2 separate regions of the Rattus norvegicus genome follow, and region 1 is linked to region 2. Evidence: chromatin contacts called from public Hi-C data. All regions are on one chromosome and are shown on one strand. Each heading gives the region's core, a stretch centred on a gene start, on an enhancer-like site or on the middle of the called end of the contact. The rest is flanking DNA. Distances are from core to core; before and after follow the strand shown. Region 1 overlaps St8sia5 (ST8 alpha-N-acetyl-neuraminide alpha-2,8-sialyltransferase 5). Region 2 holds the start of LOC102552068.

What was found. Hi-C and Micro-C count contacts between places; a contact is called where the count stands out from the background.
Region 1: a contact with region 2 is called in a Hi-C map of psoas muscle, with 2.0 times the contacts expected there. The contact joins the enhancer-like site here to the promoter of LOC102552068 in region 2. A contact is called at or near these places in 2 of 12 Hi-C or Micro-C datasets (frontal cortex and psoas muscle).

The regions. Positions count from the first base shown.
Region 1 is chr18:73,042,387-73,048,611 of GRCr8, reverse strand. The region is part of intron 2 of St8sia5 (ST8 alpha-N-acetyl-neuraminide alpha-2,8-sialyltransferase 5); the gene reads right to left. Among named protein-coding and RNA genes, the nearest start is that of St8sia5, 34 kb to the right of the region's middle. Within about 2 kb of position 3,346, at least 26 of the 93 cell types and tissues checked have an H3K27ac peak or open chromatin away from gene starts, as enhancers often do.
Region 2 is chr18:73,006,885-73,013,300 of GRCr8, reverse strand. LOC102552068 reads left to right here and starts at 1,643. Exons shown (of 3, transcript XM_039097294.2): 1 at 1,643-1,946; 2 at 3,060-3,190. The coding sequence starts at 1,643. St8sia5 (ST8 alpha-N-acetyl-neuraminide alpha-2,8-sialyltransferase 5) reads right to left here and starts at 1,714. Exons shown (of 8, transcript NM_001413108.1): 1 at 1,314-1,714. The coding sequence starts at 1,444.

The DNA.
Region 1 (6,225 bases), core at 2,097-4,596, 34 kb before region 2:
GGCCATTTTGTGAAGCTGCAAAGGTGAAGCCTGGGACGTTGGGGATTCCAGAGTTGTGGGATACCTGCCAAGGAGAGCTGCAGATTGGGTGCAAGAGAGAGAAATGGAATTGGAGATCTGAAGAGCACTTTGACATCAGACATGGAGATGCAGAATTTGGAGTTTGCCCTATTGGTTTTAAGTCTTGCTTTGCTCCAATATTTCCTTACTACATTCCCTTTCCTCTTTTTTGGATGGCAATGTATTCATCCTGTACCATTTTGTGATGGAAGTATATGATCTGCATTATTATTATTATTATTATTATTATTATTATTATTATTATTTTCACTTTATAAGGGGTTATAGTTAAGAGATTGCCTTGAGTCTGCAAAGGGACTTTGAACTTTTAAACAATGTTGAGACTGTGGTAGACTATGGGGACTTTTGAAATTGGACTGAATGCATATTTTGCAGTATGTTATGAATACAAGCCTATGGGGTCCAGGGAGTAAAATGTGGTTGCTTGAATAAGAATGGCCCCCATAGGCTCATAGATATTTGAATGCTTAGTCAACAGGGAGTGAGGTTATTTGAAAGGATTAGAAGTATTAGGAGATGAAGCCTTGTTGGAGGAAGTGTGTTACTAAAAATGAGCTTTGAGGTTTCAAAAGCCCATAATAAATCCAGAGCGCTCTCTCTCTCTCTCTCTCTCTCTCTCTCTCTCTCTCTCTCTCTCTCTCTCTCAAGATTTAGCTCCCAGCTACTGCTCCAGTACCTGCCTGCATGCCACCAGCCTCCCCACCATAATGATAAGGGATTAAACCCAATTAAATGTTTTCTTTTATAAGAGCTGCCCTGATCATGGAGTTTCTTCACAGCAGTAGAACAATGACTAAGACAGAAGTTAGTACCAGGAGTGGGGTATTGCTGTGACAAGCCTGACTCTGATGTTTGTTGTAGGAATGTGGAATATTTGGGGACTTTGACCTGGAAAAGCAGCTGACCACTTTGAGTGGGGTTTATGGGATCACCCCACAGGAGTATGGGAGATAATGCTGCTGAGAGAGATGTAGATTATGATGGCTGAGCTCAAGAGGTTTCAGAGAAGAAGAAGAACATTACTAAGAAGAATGTGGCTTCTTTCTGCCCTTGTCCGAAAATATCTGTCTGAAAATAAATCTAAGAGATTGTGATTAATGAAAGCAGCAGAAGAGCTGTCAAGGCAGCCATGTATTGTATTGGCTATTGTATGGTTATTAGTAATCACTCTTACATAGATTTATAGGGAAAGGAACAAGTCAGTAAGTAGCACCCCCATCCATGGCCTCTCTATTGGCTCTTTGCTGCCAGGTTCCAGCCCTGTGTGAATTCCTACCCTGATTTCCTCAGTGATGGACTATGTTATGGAAGTCCATCACTTTCCTTTTGGTCATGGCGTTTCATCACAGCGATAGCAACCCTGACCAGGACATGGTATATGTTAACAACATGGAAGAAGGAAAGTTTTGCTCTGTTCCTGGATGCCCCAGCTCACTGGCATTAGAGTCTTCTTTGTGATTCCGATGTGTCCTGGAGACCAGCTGAGACATCTGGCCTTGTGAACTGAACAACTCCCAGTTTCTTGGACTGTCCATTGTTGAACAAGCTGGATCACAACTTGGAAGCCATTAATAAATCGAAGTGATGGAATTAAGAGAGAAGTCCTTTGTTTTTTCCACCCTATATCTATAAGGTGGAACACTTATGAAATCCTAATAAGATAGGACTGAGACACTTTGTCCCCTCAAATACATGAGGATATGGGAAGAAGACACGGCCTATGAACCAGGAAGCAGAGCTGTCTTGAAATTCGGACTCTGGAAATAAAGTTGGAAATAAATGTCCATTGCTTATAAGCACCCCAGTCTGTGTGTTCTGTGTCAGTAGCATGAATGAACCACGTTGGCCATTTTAGCTGTGTCACCTCCAGCCTCAGCATCCAGTCAGTACAGTTGACATGACACCATTGACGCTTCCAGGAAAGCTTAACACACAGGGAGTGTGAGAAGTGCTCACCCCCACTGCCCTGCCTTTGAAGGGCAACTGCTGCCAGCCGATACCACGATACCATGGGGAGACCCAGGGAGTGCCACACTCCCTTCTCTCCGCTCAGCTGGTCGATAGCAGAGCAGAGTCGGGAATGAAGAACACTGAAGTTTCTCTCTACCATCTGCTCTGGTGACACTGCCTTCTGCTGAGCTCACTAAACCTCCTTCTGCCTCCTGATGGCTACATCCCATGCCAAGTCCTGCCTGAGTGTGAGATGTCCTTGGTCGCCCTGCCCCTGCTAGGCACCACAGGTTTGAGGACTGTGTTATTGCTGGGTACGGTGGCACACACTTTGATCCCGGCATATGGGAGGCAGAGGGATCTCTGAGTTCCAGCCCAGCCAGGGTACACAGTGAGACCCTAATTCAAAAAAAAAGTGTTTCTGAAACCTTGACCCCTGGGCCCTGCCCACCCTACAGGGACTGTCCCCCTCAGGGTTCCTAGAGACTATGACAGACTAGCCTAGGGATGCCTCTGTCATACAATACAACCAAAACAGAGCCATTCTCAGACTCTCTCTCTTCTACTTAACACATGCTCCATGGCCCCTGAAACACCCCTGGCCACCTCATCCAAACTGCCCCATGACTATCTGAAATCTCCGTTTTGCCATCGGGAAAAGGAAATGAACAGCTCTTGCTTCTTTCTCCTACCCCTGAGGAGGTCTGATTTTGGTGGTGCGCTGTCCCAGCCTGGTCTCTACTGATGATGCATCAATGACGTGTAATTCCACAGGGGGACACTCCCCCGCAGATCCTTCCCGGGACAGGAAGCCTGAGGGGCAGGTCTAGAGGAAGGTGTGCAAACTGGGAGCACGCCGGATCCATGGAGGCGATGCTTACATACTTGTGTGTTAGGGAAAAAGCATGCATGAGAGTGAGAGGTGAAATGTGCAAGGGCTGGACGGTGACCTGATGTCCCTGGGGAGGGGATGGCTTGCAGTGAGATGTTAGTGGTATCTCTCAGAGTTCTGAGATGAAGACAGCTCTTAAGATGCATTTTCAGTGTTGCTTCCCACAGGGGCATTATGGTTCTTTTACTATTGGAAGTTGCTGATAAACGCTCTTTGCTTTCTAAGTCGCAGACCCCCCTATAAATAGCGCCGGCTTGGCTTGTGCATGAGGAATCTCACCAGAGCATCCCTCCGCCTTCTCGGGCTTGGTAAGCAAGTGAGTCACCAGCTCTTCTTTCCGTTCCGGAAAGACTATCTCTACTCAGCTCAAAGGAGGGGGGCCTGGCACCACGATTGGCATCGGCGGGTATAAATAGCCCGAGAGCCGTGTCAGAAGCCGAGCTCCTCTCCAACACCATTTGACTCCCAGCGATCAAGCTGACGCTGGCTCTAGGCTGCGTCCATCCTGTCTCTCCCTGTGCCCTCGGGGACCTTGAGGGGCTGGGCTGGCCAGCTCCAGCCACCCCGTCATCAGGTGGCAACCTCCGCTATGAGAGGACCAATGAAGAAGGCCTGGAGGGCACTGGGTGGGGGATCTTTCCTTCCCTCAACTACATGGTAGACAACTCCAGCTTTGTGAGAGGAGGCCCCTCTGAGCAGGGTAGAGCTGGCCAGCTAATCTGTTCCAACCATCCCTTTCCTTACAGATTTACCCACAGAGGTCCCTCCCTGCTCATTCCCTCTTCCAGAGTGGCATCTTCTGCCTAGGGTGGTCCCGTAACTCCAGGCCCTTGGTAAACCACTGGTTTGGCGTGAGATGGGGCCACTGCGTTTTCTTTCTAAGCACATCCCACCAGCTGCAGTCGCTAGTGGTGTCTAAGAACCCAGAAGCCCTGGGGAGGTCCCCTGTGCCACGTAAGAACAGAATTGGTAGACTTCACCAACTGCCAGGGGCAGGAGGAAGGGAAGCTGGCACAGCCTACCAGTCTGGACCCTTTTCGTATTGTCCTGCCTAGGCATTCCGAGAGAACCGTAGAGTGATTCCACTGTGGTGGAAACACCACTAGCCCGTATGCACCTCTGTGCAGGGCATTAGCAAGTCCTCCAACCCCATTCATTAAGCCACATACTGGCAACATGGGCTGTCAGAGTGAGGGCGGGCCGAGTTTCAACCCCAGCTGACTCTCATCCTGGCCAGCTGTGCGAGGCAGCCTCCTCCTCCTAGACCCTTAAACCGCCTTGTTTAATTCTCTTAGTAGCCCAATGAGACTTGGTGAAATTCAGGCTGCAGTCAGCAATGCCACATGCCCAAGGTCACCCAGCACCCTAGCTGCACCCAAGTCATCTCCTTACGACAGAGAGGAAAGCTCAGGCTTCCAAGCGCCCAGAACCCCAGGGTCTCCATCACTTCAGCAGTCGCCCCTCGCCAACTCTGACAGCGACGGCTCCCTGGGGGCTTTGTCAATAAGCAGCCCCCTTCTCTCCCAAAGGCGACAGCCCTTCAGCGAGATCCGTGCTATTTCCAGCACAAGAACAGCTGCTGTCTGGAGCGAGCACACGCCCCATCAGCAGAAAGCAGTCGGAGAGCTGCAGACTGACAAGTACCAGGGCTGTAAGTGCCCCCGGATAGGTGCAGAGGGACTCAGGGCTCCCTACCACCAGCCGCCAAAGGCTGTGACTGCTGGGAGGAGGCATTGCCGGGGGCCCTCCATGTCTGCTCAGCAATCTTTGACTTAACCTGTTCTCTCTGAGGTGTGGTTTCCCTATGCCAGGAGTCACCAGAGCTAAAAGGTCTAAATATTAACAGGCAGCAGGCTTAGTGACATGGACCTGGTGGCACAGACTTATAAACCCAGCTCTGGGGGAGGCTGAAGCAGGAGGACCACAAGTTCAAGGCCTACATGGGCTAGAGTCACTTCAAGGCCAGCTGGGGACGCTTAGGAAGGATCTATCTTGAATGTTATTTTTTTTTTAATTAAGGTAAAAGCAGGCTGTGAGTGTAGGTGGATGGTTGAGTAGTTGCTTAGCATGGGCAAAGTCCTACATTTAAACCCTAACACTGCAAAAATAATAAACGAATAAACTAAATAAATAAAAGCTTACATTTTGCTGTTCTGGAATTAGTTCTGGATATCCCCATGGTCAGTCTGTTCTACCACACCACTTTGCAAAGTCTGCACTGTCACCGCTCCCCTTGGTTGGGGTCTGGGTAGGTAAGGAGCAATAACAAATTCAGAGACTCCATCCCATAATCCCTTCCCCAGCTGCAGCCCTTGACCTGGCGGCCAGCACAGTCCCTGTAAGGTAACCTCTTCTAAGCCAGTCCAGGGGACCCTGACAGCATTCCTGAGGTCCAGCTTAGCTCTGACTGCTTAACATGGCCCCTGGTTGGAGGTCTCACTGACCCTACTGGGCTTTGGTCACCATCTCCTTGTGCTAAGCCCAGAGCTGCACCCAAGTCATCTCCTTCTCCTTTATCCCTCCAGATCTTTGCCTCGGTAGTGGCCCTGGTCTCCGCCCCAGCACAGGCTGTAATTCGCTCTGCCTGTTTCCCTGGTGTCTGACTCTGGCTCTGAGATGTTTTCCTACTTACTTCATTCAGAGATCTACCTGGTCAGCATCTCCAGGCCACCTTCCTGCCCTCCCCTCTCTGTGCCAACACCCACTGGGCACATCTCCACCTCCCCTAGAAATGACTTAAACATGATTCCTCGTGGCCTGCCTGTACCCCTCAGGGGTCAGGAAGGCTTATCTCTTCCTCACTGAATGCTTGTTGAGCCTCCCTTGCGTGTCAGGCTATTTCTACCTTAGTAGTGATCAACTAGCCAGGCCAAGGCTCCTCCCTCGAGGTGCTTCTCAACATAGCAGAATGAGTGCTGCAGAAGCAATGCAGGTAGGAAACTAGAGGGACTCTGAGACGACCAGGTTAGTGAAGGTGTCTCCAGACAGTGAGCAGAGGGAGGGATGCAGCCCTGGGCAGATGTGCGACCAGTTTATACAGCAAGAGCTAGCCAGCTGCGGTATGACGGCAGCCAGGATGACTGGAACAGGGTGGTAGCATCAGAAGGGCTGGGTCATGGGTCAGGAGTTTGAAAAGCATTTAGGCAGGGGACAACATAATTTGATTTAAAAGTTCACACTGGCTGAGAAGGGGGTTCCGAGAGGAGAAGAAACTCAGCAGTGTAAGGAGATGGCGCATGGCACCAAGAGGTTGAAAGCAAGGGGTAGGGGAGAGAAACCTGAGCAGTAGTGCAGAGATGGAC
Region 2 (6,416 bases), core at 394-2,893:
AAGAAGCAGGTTCTAAGATCCAGCAAGGCTGCAGGGCAGACAGTTCAAGAACATCTCCGAGGGTCTGATCAAATCCAGCAGGTCAGAAGACTGGAGGGTGCTTTTAAAGCAAGCAGCGCCACACAGAGAACATGAGCTGGTGCCAATTAGGGAAGAAAGGTGTCTGGGAAAGTTGGGAGCAGTGAGGGGCTGGAAATGAATGTGTGAGGCCAGAGGCCTCATAGACCTCAGTTCTAGAGAGTCAGAAGGAAGGACCAGCCAGACTGTTTAGCTTTTCTATTGGGAGCAAATCACCAGCAGCAACGCCCCCCTCACGCCCCCGCACTCTTTGGACAGCTCGGAATAGGAGCGTATGTGACCAACGCAGACCCCAAGGCTGAGAAAAGAAAGGGCAGCATTCTGTTACTGGGACACTTCTGAAGAGAAATTTTCACTCCTATCCATTTGACTGGAAGGCAGTCAGCTGAGATGGGCCCTGGTGGTGAAGGAGCCTCCGGCAGAGAGGAGAGCGGCCCTTTCTACCAGAGACTCTAGCAAGGGAGCACGCAGAGCAGAACTCCCGCCTCCAAGCAGGCAGGTAGCTAGCTAGTCGCAACTCCACCAGGCAGCAGAGCCTTCGGAGCTGCCATATCCCTATGTGTTGCTCACACAGAGACAGAGGCCGTGTCTGAATTTTGAGCTGAGCGGTGTGTACTGCCCTTTCTCCTCAAGGAGTTTGACTGTGGGTGGTGAAGCGGTGAGAGAACCCAGTGCCTACTGCCTTTGATGCCAAGGGTGCAAAAGAACCATCTGCCTCGGAGGCGACCAGGTTGTCTCACAGATCTGTAGAATTCATTCTACCTGTGCGTGACCGGAACACTACCACCCCACCTAGCTGGGAGTTCCTGGGGGGAGAACAAGCTTATGCCTCCAAGGTCCCCTATAAAAATCTACACCTTGCCGAACTAAGAAAAAGGAAAAACCTAGCCTTTTTCTTTCCGTCTGCTGCAAATGACCACGGAAGTGTAGGTTTTGGGGACAGCACAGCTTTGGGCATACACATGTATTTATGGTCAGCTTTGCTGGTTGGCATTCCAAGCTGCTGCCCACGTTCTCACACACACGCGCGCGTGCGCACACACACACACACACACACACACACACACACACACACACACACGTCTCCATAACTGCACCAGGACAGGCGACGCAGCTGGCGCTGTCCTCTGGCTGGCAGCAGAGATGCCATAGAACACGGAGGTGTCCGGGCTAAGGGCAGACCGCGGGAAGGCTACCTCCGGACGCGGTGTATCCCACCCCTCAGACTTTCTTACCTCTTGATGTAGCTCTTGCTGTACAGGATCTGCTGGAGCAAGGTCACCAAGGCGAAGGCGCAGATGAAGATGAAGAGCAAAGTTCGGTTCCCCAACAAATCCCTGTTGGCCGAGGGGTCTGCGTAGCGCATCCTGGCGGCCGGGCGCCGCGGACGCACTGTGCGGGGCGGGGCGGCAATCACGCGCGTTGTGCGGGGGGCCCCCGGGGGCCCTTAGGCGAACTGCCACGGCGTGGCCAGGAGGGCAGAGGACTTGGTGGGGCAAAGTTTCCCGTGGGCGCAGTCGCGGCCGCGGCAGCAAAAGGACAGGGCCCGCCGCGTGGAGGTCGGATGAGCCTCAGGCCTGCCCTCTCGTGCTGCGGCTTCTGGGCGCCGGTGTCCCGCAGCCGCCAATCTGCCCGTGGAGGGGCGACGGCAGGTGCGGGGACCGGACCGCCCTCCCGCCGAGGTGACGACCAATGGGGATCCGGGCCGGCGAGGCTGTGCCGAGACCCAGCCCGACGCGCCGCCCACTCTGGGCTGGCTCGGGATTCGGGGCGCCGTGCGCGTGGGGCCGGCCGGGGGACAGCGCGTCTGCTCCCCGCGCCCGCAGCCTGGGAGTGCGAAGGTTGGCCTTCGATGCTGCGGAGGCGAGGTGGGCGACGCAACCACAGGACGCTGGGCCGTGGGGGAGGGAGAGGGGAATAACGTAAAGGGCCAGGTTGGAATCATGGGGTTCAGAGGAGCGCAGACCGCAGAGCAACCTCGGCGAGACGAGCATTTGCATGGGGTGCGCAGGTCACTGAGTCACCGCGGCAGCCGCGTCCTCGTGCGCTGCTGGAGAATCCTCGGTGAAAGCGGAGCAAGGTCAGCCGGGCAGCCCTTCAAGGACGGCGCGCGCGGCCCCTGCATGCTAATGGACTGAGAGACTGTCCCTGGGGCCTTGACTCCCAACTCTGGCTGAGCAGAAATTCAGGGTCAGCCGTCCCGTCCCCCACCCCACCCCACCGCGCACCCGCCGCCACGGGCCTCTACCCTCTCACCATCCCATCATCTGCAACTCGCGGGCTTTTGTCAATAACCCTGTTGTCATCTAGACACTGGGACTTTGTCTCATCCTTGGAACTATTCATAGACCGTAGGTCAACAGCAGTCCGCCTTCGGGTACTATGGTTGCCCAAAGCTGTAAGAAGTCATTGGGTTCATCAGTGAGCATTCTGTGCTTCAGTGTAAGCTGGGGGAAACGACCCCGGAGATGCAATGGGAAAGCCGTACTATCACAGAGATCCTTACCTGAAGAAGGCCACCTCTATTCTGGCTCGCGATACTGCATAGGCTTGGGAGTCGGTCTTGTGCTGCGATCCACTAACTAGGGCGCCCTTCCCAGGACCTCCTAGCCACTCCAGAGGTTCCAGAGTCAGGGCTGCTTCGCACTTTGAACTTGACAAAACTCGAGTCGCATCAAGAAAAAGAATGTTTTTGGTAGGAAATGCCCACATTCCAATCCCTTCAATCTTGACATTTAGCAATTTAGCTATAATTAGGGAGCCAGCAATAATAGCAACTTGTGTGCATTCACGGGGCTGAAATACTAAGTACCATCTTTGAAGAACCTGGGAAGCTTTCTATCCAGCGTACCTATCTGTGAGTAGGCTTTTTAGCCAGTCACTGGATAATCCAGATCGGAGGGCTGGCCACTATATGATTAGCGTAGAATCCACACGCAGTTGTCACATACGCTAATGAACTTTCACCTCCTGTCTTCCAGCACAGCTCTACAATTGGGAGGGCCGAAGCACAAGTTGCTTAGAGCGGTTCGGTTCATCTAGCACGAAGTGCTTGAACTTCAGAGGACCTGCACATGCGAGTGGGAGCCAGTCTGTGTGTCCCAAGACGCAGGTTCGGAGTGTCACTCTCCGTTTCTTCAAGACCTGTGTTTGTTTGTTTGTTTTCTCTTCTTGCCACAGGGTCTTGCTCTGTAGCTCTGTTGCTTCCAACCTGTGATCATCCTTCTGCCTCAGCCTCCTCAAGAATGAGCCTCTCAGTGACTATGCAAGCTTCTTAGTCAGCTGTGGAGGGTATCTCTACTCTAGAAACCAGAACCCACTGTCTGCTTCTAAACTAGAGGCAGTTAGAGAGCAGAACAGGGAAGAGAAAGAAGGGTTAAAACGTTAACCCTTGGGGTTGGGGATTTAGCTCAGTGGTAGAGTGCTTGCCTAGGAAGCTCAAGGCCCTGGTTTCGGTCCCCAGCTCTGGAAAAAAAAAACCAAAAAAAAAAAAAAGTTAGCCCTTGGCCTGTGGCTGGCCCTCTGTATGCATAAGCAGGGCAAGGTGCATTAAAGAATGCTAGGTTGTGGGAGGCGGTGAATGGAAGGAGGGCGGTGAGTGGGATGTAAAATGAATAAGGAAAAAAATTTAAAAAAAGAAAAAAGTCAGGTGATGGATAAACATCTCCCAGCAGGAGGGACAAGCACTCAGAATCGGGTTACACTTCAATTCTAGGAAACTAAATTGGTTTTCCGATCTGTCACTGTTTAACCATATGGAGGAGATATATAGAACGGCTAACCCTGGCTAACTCCTCCCTCCAGTACTGTCTGTCACCTTGTTTCCTTTCTCATCCCGTTCATCCTCCCTCACCAGTAGGTACCATTCTGAGAACCGTCTTTGGATGTAAGCTTCCCTGGAGAAATGAACAAACCCGTTTTACAGTAATGAATCCAAATTATTCCACGAGGCTTTTAATCAAAGTACAGTATATTTACCAAAAAAGTGTGGACCAATGTATAATATCAATGTATAACTTGCTGCATTTTCCTAAGCTGAGCACAGTGATGTGACCAAAATATGGGTCGGAAGTCTTCGTCACCCCCCTGCATCTCCTCATGCCCCTTTATGACCTCTGCACACCCAACTCTAGGCATCAGGTTTGCATAGCCAGGGCTTCTCCCCACTGAGCCACCTCACAGGGACACCTCTGACTTCCAATACCAAACCAACATATTTGCTGTTCATGTAAATGTAAATGTGTGAGGTCACCGCCATTCACAGTCAACTGTGAAGTACACAGTTTCATAAACTGTCACTGTTTATGTCTGGGGGAGGGGAGGGCACACCTTTCCTCAGTCGTTCTCCTCAGTCACTGTCTTGAGTGTTAGCACAGGAGCTGCTGAGCACAGGGTTTCTGTAAATGATCAAACTGGAATCAGCTGGCTCCCTCTCTGATCAGTAGGTTGTTCTCTGTGGCCCTAATCACCAGTCCTTGAAGAGAACCCGGCTCTTCCTTGGAGGTGATTTGAATCATTAAAGGGATTGATTCAAGAGAGCGCTTGCGGATGGCTTTGAAGATAGAGTAAATCTCTTGGCAAAGGACTCAAATGTCCTCTTGGAGCAGAGATCGGCTCCTGGCCAAGAGCCAACAACCACACAAAAAGAGCGGATTCTCGAAAGAACCTGAAGAAGCTCCAGAGAGGGTCCTGAGCGCCAGCTGCTGTGACCTTGATTTCAGTCTTTGAGATTCATTAAAAAAAAAAAAAAAAAAAAAAAAAAAAGAGGTCCCATGGGGCTGGCAGGATGGCAGAGCAGTTAAGAACGATGGTTGCTCTTCCAAAGGACACGGGATCAATTCCCAACATGGCAGCCCACAACTGTAACCCCAATTCCAGGGGATCCAACACTCTCACACAGAAACACATGCAGTCAAAGCACCAATGCACATAAATCGTTTTAAAAAGCATAAAATTTAAAAAAGAGAGAGACCCCAGCTACACAGCTTGAAACTACACCTGTGCTGCTCGAGATACTAACTGTGTGGCCCCTTCCCGACGGAACCAAACCTGTGTGCAGTGTGAAGCTGGAGTCTGTGCAATCTTTCTGATGCATGGCATTGCAGCATGCCCTTTTGCTTCCTGTTTTTGGGGCCGAGATAGGAGCCAGGGTGCCTGTTAGGCATGCGTTATACTAACATACTACTACATGCTATCCATCATTCTACTGTTGACGGACATCTGGCAGCTGCTGCGGTGAGGCGTTCCAAACCTTCTCTTTGATGGATGCGTGTGTACGTTCGTGCGTGTCAATTGGGCATCTGCACTTAGAGAAGAAATTGTTCACTTGGACAGTGTGTGTTCAGCTTTGGTGACTACTGCCAAATGGTTTTCCAAAACAGACATATTTTCAAGTAGATACTTATTTTGTCTTGCCATCACCAAAGGAAGTAACGTGGGTATCAGCCTTCTAAGCTAACAGGGAAAAGAAAAGCACCAGGATTGCTGAGAGACAACAGCCTCCGAGGTCCTTATTCCGGTTATTTGGGTGGATCTGCAGGAAACAAGGTCGGTGCAGGCGATGGGCACAGTTGGGGCTTTGTGACAACACGTAAGGGGTGTCACGTCACTTGACACTCTGCGAAAGGCCACAGATAATCTAGCACACATCTGCTGACACTGCATTTGAAATCCCATTTCTTCAGATCAGATCAAAGAGTTATATTTAATCCACTAGACTTGTCTTAGTCGAGTGGAATCAGAGACCTAAGGTCATGAAATGAACAACTTTGAAATCAGTTGATGCTACTGGCAACGCAGAGCTGGATGATACCTTAGGCCAAACTTATGCTCTGATCGTAGCCTTGCAGCAAACAGTCGGAAGGACTTAACAAACAAAAGAGTAAACAGGCAGCCAAGGGATCGCAGTGCCAGATTCGGTGAGCACCATTTTATATTGTAATTGCCAGGAACGGGGACAGCTGCATCATTGTTTAAAACACACACTCATGCACAATTAAGCCAGGAACAAATGTCAACACTGGCACAATCTGCAAAATTACTGATAACTGATGGGAGTTACTCATGCTGTGAGCATTGTCTCCAGCATAAAACAGAACAGCTTGAAAAGAGGAAGGAACTTAGCAGTTTCTGTGGGCTTCTAGAAGCTGGCTTTTATTCATGCAGCCCGACCATAGCCTGCCAGATTATGTAAGTGGCATTCCACGCATGTATTCAAGGAATGTGTGATAAACGTGTGCCGTTCTTGTGCCTCTTTACATTTGTGGTAACGAGTCGGGCCTCTGAGGGCTGCTCTCTGATTCAGGACAGTGTTTGTGACGAAAGCATCTGTTACCATG